Linked DNA regions of Zea mays: region 2 is linked to region 1. A link is a contact called in public Hi-C data. All regions are on one chromosome and are shown on one strand. The core of a region is the stretch at or near the end of the contact, and the rest is flanking DNA. Distances in the headings are between cores, read along the strand shown.

The links. Hi-C and Micro-C count contacts between places; a contact is called where the count stands out from the background.
Region 2: a contact with region 1 is called in a Hi-C map of tassel, with 3 times the contacts expected there. The contact joins the promoter of LOC100283707 here to the promoter of LOC100277419 in region 1. A contact is called at or near these places in 7 of 25 Hi-C or Micro-C datasets (bundle sheath, ear, leaf and 1 more).

Annotation. Positions count from the first base shown.
Region 1 is chr9:67,939,913-67,943,080 of Zm-B73-REFERENCE-NAM-5.0, forward strand. It overlaps LOC100277419, which reads right to left and starts at 1,525. Exons shown (of 8, transcript NM_001150984.2): 1 at 1,227-1,525; 2 at 919-1,122. The coding sequence starts at 1,379.
Region 2 is chr9:68,069,056-68,072,223 of Zm-B73-REFERENCE-NAM-5.0, forward strand. LOC100283707 reads right to left here and starts at 1,421. Exons shown (of 5, transcript NM_001156606.2): 1 at 1,044-1,421; 2 at 221-436; 3 at 1-148. The coding sequence starts at 1,374.

The sequences.
Region 1 (3,168 bases), core at 275-2,774:
GGCTCAGTGTCTCCTTCCTCTGCTCATTTCCCTGGTAACAGACCAGGACCAGCACCCTTCACAGGCTCGCAAGTACCTCTTTTCCTATCCTCTGCTCTCCCTCTCCCTTGTTTCCTCTGTTTTTCCTGTTATGTCCTTCCTCTGTTCAGAAGATGGACTATATTGCATATTTGCTTATGCTTTGGATATTGGATTTGAATATGGATATACTCCTGTGATGTGGTATGCTGCTTGTGCTTGGCTAATTGGATAAGGTATAAACTGCTCTGCCTAGTGGGTGGTAGCTACTTGTGCATAGACTCTAAAATTGGCAGCAAAAAGGTGTGTATCAATGAACCTTTGTCCAGCTCTACTGTAGGTGAAGGTGTATGTGTATGGCGTCATCTCACCGAATGCCTTATTCGCCTAGGCATCTGGAAGGGGTGGGTCGCCATGCCTCGCCTTAATCACAATGTTTTATGTTTATGACTATGAATTTCACGTCATCTGAAAGCTTTCTCAAATATGAATCCATTGATATCAAATTAGTATGGTATAACGTTTAAATTCTTGAATTAAGCGTTAGTCAAAGATTAACAAGTTTGAATCTTGGGTTCTGGGAACACCATACCAAAAGAAAAGGATCCAACAGTATTTATCTGTTTATCATGCTTATCAGATTATAATATTTAACTGATTATATATCATCATTTACATTCAGAAGACGCAGCTCATCCTGAACACAAATTCCATCCTAGGAGACCTGTTTCATGACTTTGATGATATTATCCTCAAGTTCGGTCTTGTGAGCTAGCCACATTTCAACATTTTTATCCCATGATTCCACACTCAAAAAAAAACAAAGTGTCCTGTTAGCAGTGCAGCACAACAGGTTCCAAATCGGTTCCATTTTGGGAAATCAAAAAAAAAAAGACTCACCGGTAGAGAGATGAGATCGAACTCATCGTCCGCGAGGTCGGCGAGGAGCGCGTCGGCGGTAAGCTTGATGCCCCATGAGGCAGCTACGGACGTCGCCCCCGGCTCGACGGAAGCGACGGCGACATCGGCCCCCGCGCGCCGGAGCACGTCGATGGTGATGACCGCCTCCATCGGCTCCGTCCCATTCGCGATCGGGACCAGCACCTGCGGGAGCAACCAAATCAATCAGCCGTTCGTTCCCCGTCACCAATTAGGACGCAGTGCAGTGGGCAAGAAGCTGAGAGCTGAAGGTCGAGGGCGGCACTTGCCTTCTTGGGGGTAGGGGACGACGCCATGGCCTGAGGGGACGAGGAGGTAAGCGCGCGGGTTAGGGTTTGGAGTCGGCGGAGAGAGGGACGATGCGAGGGGACGCGCGGGGTTCTGGAGAGCGGAAGTGCGGAGGTGAGTGACCGCGTGGCCATTTCCTCGGCTCGTTATTCCTTTGCTTTCGCGGTGGTGTTCCAGAAGCAACGAGTGGTTTTCCAGAATCCAACGACCACACGGGTCTTCTCGCGACTCCATGAAGCGCTATTCACACACACGCGCACGCGTGTAGGCAAGGGTAGATATCGAGTCAGATCGACTCGTTATGGTTCGGCTTGTTATGTCTTATTAATGTAACGGTCGGTTTGGCTCGTTATACAAACGAGCTAAACATTTGGTTCGGTACGGCTCATTAGAAAGCTCGAGCTAGGTCGTTAGGCTCGTAAGCTACATAACTAAGAGCATTTTTGGCATGACTCTGCTTCACTCCAGAGTAGCTCTACTCTAAAACTCTGGGTGGAACAGCTCTGCTCCAGAGTTTAGATTGTTTCTCATAATCGGTGGCGGTGGCGGGTAAATAACTCTAAACTCTATAACCAGATTGCTTTTTTTGAGCTTTCGGAGCAGCAAAAGAGGCACTCCAAAAAATTGTATTGTAGCTCCAAAAACTCCATAGAGTTTACAACTCTGGAGTTCGGGTGTTTGACATGCCCTGGCCAGCTCCTCCTTGGAGTTTTACTCTGAAACCATGCCAAACACGCCCTAAATACAAAGATCTATGTACATAAAAATATATATAACACTGAAAATCATATTTTAAGTGTTTAACACTGTCGGCGTTTCGGACCCGCGAGGACCGTCAACCGACCAGTGAATTTGTCGCTGCGTGTCCCTGCCCAGATGGGTTGATGCAAGATGGAACACAAGCGGAAGGATGAGGCTTATATTATCTTGCACCGGGGTGCTCGTAGTAGGGGTTACAAGCGTTGCGAGAGAGCGAGAGCGAGAGCGAGAGCGAGAGAGAAAGAGAGAGTATGGCCTTGGGGTGAGCTGTTTGAGTTTGCCTCCACCGCGTCTCTCCTACTATGCCTGCCTCTGCTCGCCTGCCTTTTTGCCCTCTCTGCGTCCCTGTGTCTGCGTGCCTTAGGAAGGCCCTGGACATCTTCTTTTATAGATACAAGGAGATGGCCCAGTTGTACAACGGGGGTGTAGCTATGTGCTAACGTGGCTGGCGGAGAAGTGCCTTGAGCCCTGTACCCGTGCTAACGTGGCCGTCGGAGGAGCGCTTGAGCCCCGTAGAAGCGTAGCTGACGGTGCGGCCCGGGGTCCTGCTGACGTTTCATTGCTTCCGTAAGGAGCTGAGAGCCATCGACGCCATGGTCGCACGCGGGGAACCATCATTACCTACTATCGGAGTAATTTGATGTGACTCCGGTCTTGTCCCTTCGTAGCGAGGGGTGGCTAGCTAGCGGTAGGGTAATGATGTATCCTTGTAGCATAGTCGGTCCGAGGCCGAGGTCGGGCGAGGCGGAGACTTCTCCTGAGGCCAAGGCTGAGGTCGGGCGAGGTTGTGACTCCTCCCGAGGCCGAGGCCTGGGGTCGGGCGAGGCGAAGACCTTTTCCCGAGGCCGAGGCTGAGGCCAAGGCCTGAGGTCGGGCGAGGCGGAGCTCACTGTTGCGCCCGAGGCTGAACTCGGGGGAGGTCGTGACTTACTATTGTCAGTTTTACCCTCGTGGTTGGCACAGTAGTCGAAACGGGGTGAATAGCGTTGTTTTCCTGTCAGAACGATCAGTAAAGGGGCGAAGTGACTGCGGTCACTTCGTGTAATACCCAAAATGTATACAGTGATACTATATTGGATCTCGTTATTTTATGTACCATATTTGCATCATAAAAAGAGCATGCATAATTAAGAGTGATTAATTAAAACAAATGATACTAAAATA
Region 2 (3,168 bases), core at 171-2,670, 130 kb after region 1:
TCAACGCCATTGGCGATAGCCTTTGCAACAAGGGGCACGTAAGTCTTGACATCAGAAAATGGGACGCCGGAGAAGAGCGGCGCGTTGTAGTCGTTGCCCCCGAACTCCCCGACGACGAACAGGGATTTGCTGAAGTAATCCTTGCAGTCTGCAACCAACATTCGGTGATCCACTGCAAAATTTTCGAGAACATTCAGTGCGGGTGAGATTGGGGCCGGACCTTGCTCCGATTTACAGAGGGACGGCTTCATGTCCTGGAGCCAGCCGATCTGGGTGTTGATGGAGCCGGTGTTCCAGATGCGCTGGTCGATGCCGTGCGCCTTGAAGAAGGAGTACTCCAGGGCCGTCGCGCCGGTGATGGCGAAGTTGGCGCCCTTCTTGAAGTCCTTGCCCTTGGCCTGCGACGGTGGCGGCAGTGGCAGCCCGAAATGCTCGGCTGCATAATTGGCCAAAGGTTCCCATCACAAAAGGGAAAGAAGAGACTTTAATTCGCATCAGTACTCTGCTAAAACTCTAGCAGCAGAGCGGAGACGGCAACGATTCACAGCGCGGCAAAGCAGCAACCCTTTTTACCACCAGTTTTCTACCACTCGTTTCCATCTTTTTATAAAGGAAGGTCGGAAAAAATCAACCCCTTTTGACCTCGCCCTCGCCCTCGCCTGATTAAAAGGGTAGCACCACAGAGAAATGAAGAGCTGAGAGCAAAGAAATGGGACTCTTACAAACAAATTTAGTAGTCACTAGTCACCTCATCTTTGTTTTTCCCTTTTTCTAAAATTTAACAAACAAATTTTAGGTTTGCTCTACCAAACTTTTTGTTTAATAAAAAGAAAAGAACAGGTCAATTTCATCTTGACCACCCAAGTCATAGCAGGCTCCTCTTGACACTCAAATCAAAAAGTTTTAGCGACGGAGACGTTTGAATTAGATATCCCAGAGACCACAAAAATAAGTACAAGCAGTTGGGAAAAATTAGTCACGGAAGCGAAATAAAAACAGCTGCCGGTGTTGGAACGAACTACTACTAGGGTACAGTGCAGTACCCAGGAAGTCGACGACGAGGCGGCCGTTGGAGCAGCGGCCGGTGGGCTTGCGGAAGAAGGTCATCCCGTAGGGAGGGCGCGCGGTGGTGAGCGCCTTGGGCGTGCCGTTGACGATGAGGTTGCCGGCGTCGGAGAGCGAGTCCCCGAAGCTGAAGATGGCCGTGTACGACTTCTTGCTCCTGGCCGCGGCGCAGGTGGCCGGCAACGCCGCCACGAGCGCGGCGACGAGCAGGAGGGGGAGCACGCCCCGGCGCGGCGGCGCGTGGGCGACGGCCATTGCGGCTGCGGGTGTCGGCGGCAAGCAGCTATGTCGACGCGGCCCGACGCGCATGTGCGGTAAGAGACGGGAGGCGGGGCCAAGTTCTTTGCTTGTGTGGCGCGTTGCTCTCCTCCGCTTTTGCTTTATATAAACTGCGGCTGTGGGAGTGAAGAGAGTGAGAGAGAGGTGGCCAGTGTGGCCTGTGCTGGATGCTTGCAGAGCTTTGCAGGTGCTGCAGCAGCTCAGGATGAGGTGTGGGTGTGGCAGCCACTGGGCAAATGTTTTGGTTTGGGCCGACGATTGCCCCTACGGTTAGCATTGGATGCAGCTATAGTAGCCGACTAAAATTAAAGACTACCGTAGTTATTAGCTGGTAAAATTAATAGAGTAGATCTAACGACGCGTTTAGGTTCATGGAAATGTATTGGATTGTGATTTTCAGTTCAGCCCGTTACGAGATAGCGTGAGATCGGATATCGCTTCATTTACAGTTGTTTACTCCCAGAGGTGGGCAGTTGTCACAGAGAAGCGGGAGTATTCTCCATAGGAGTACAGTTCATCCATCTATTAGCTAGTGGGATTACAAAAACAATTCAAAAAATATTAAAATTAGGTCTACAAATAGAGGGATGTTTGGATTCAATCACGCTTTTCACTCTCTATTTTGCTCCTTTGTTTCATTCCTCTCACTACCCTTTCACTCCAAAAAAAATTCTTCCATGTCATCCGCGGCCTCTAGCATTCAAATAGATGAAGACTAGATATTCTATATATTGCATCAAACTATGATAGATACAGCGGTGTGAAGCTTGCCTCCGAGTATTCAACGATAGGGAGGTGAAGAGCAGTGGAGCTACATCGACCAGGATCATAAAGCCACCCACAATCAGCTGATGTGAGATTACTTCAATAACTTGTGGATCTATCATTCACTCTACTTTCGTCGAATGCACCACATGCAGACTCTTTCTATAAATCTTTGACAGATTAGGTGACCATTCCCCCTAATTCACTCGTAGAGTCATGAACTCAAACACAGTGGTTTCTTCCCTCGCCAAAAATACATCGCTTCCCTCTACATGCTCGCCTACAATAATGTTGCTAACTCCATCAATAAATATATTAAAATAAGGAAACATATGATCTTAGAGAGTCTTGAGCAATTCTATAATGGTGTTGTTTCATGTTTTGGTGACAAGTATGTATAATCGTTGTCCCACTGTTGGCGATCTTAAGTATCTTTTAGCTAAAGGGAAGAGATGGATTTTTGGGTACATAGGTAGTACATATTACATGCATTAAGTAGAAAAATTGTCTCGTTGAATGGAAAGAGAAGTTTACTTTGGGGGACACTGGATCCCTGCCCATAATGCTCGAGACGGATGCCTCGTATGACTTATGAATTTTGCATGCTTTTTTATAGTAGGGTGGAACAACGATGTCAATGCGCTCAACCAATCGTTGTTATTCATTGATGAGCTCAAGAGAGAAACATCAAATGTGAAGTTCATGATGAATGGACATAGTATAACTAAGAGTACTACCTCGCCAATGGCATCTAGTTCTAGTGGTCAGTGTTTGTGAAGACCATTTTCTCCTATAGACTCTGAAAGCAGCATATGTTTGTTGCATGCCACGAGAGGACGTACAGAGATCATTTGGGGTCCTCTAGGATTGCTTCTATATTCTCGCTAGCCTAGGTCATTCTTTTTCCCAGCAAATACTTAGTGTGATCATGTGTGCATGTATCGTTCAACACAACATGATTGTTAAAGATAAGCATGAAAAAAGCATATGATATGGATAACTATGAGATAGTCGAGTCCTCCATTGTAGCACCAACCATCATTTCCATGCACCCATGAG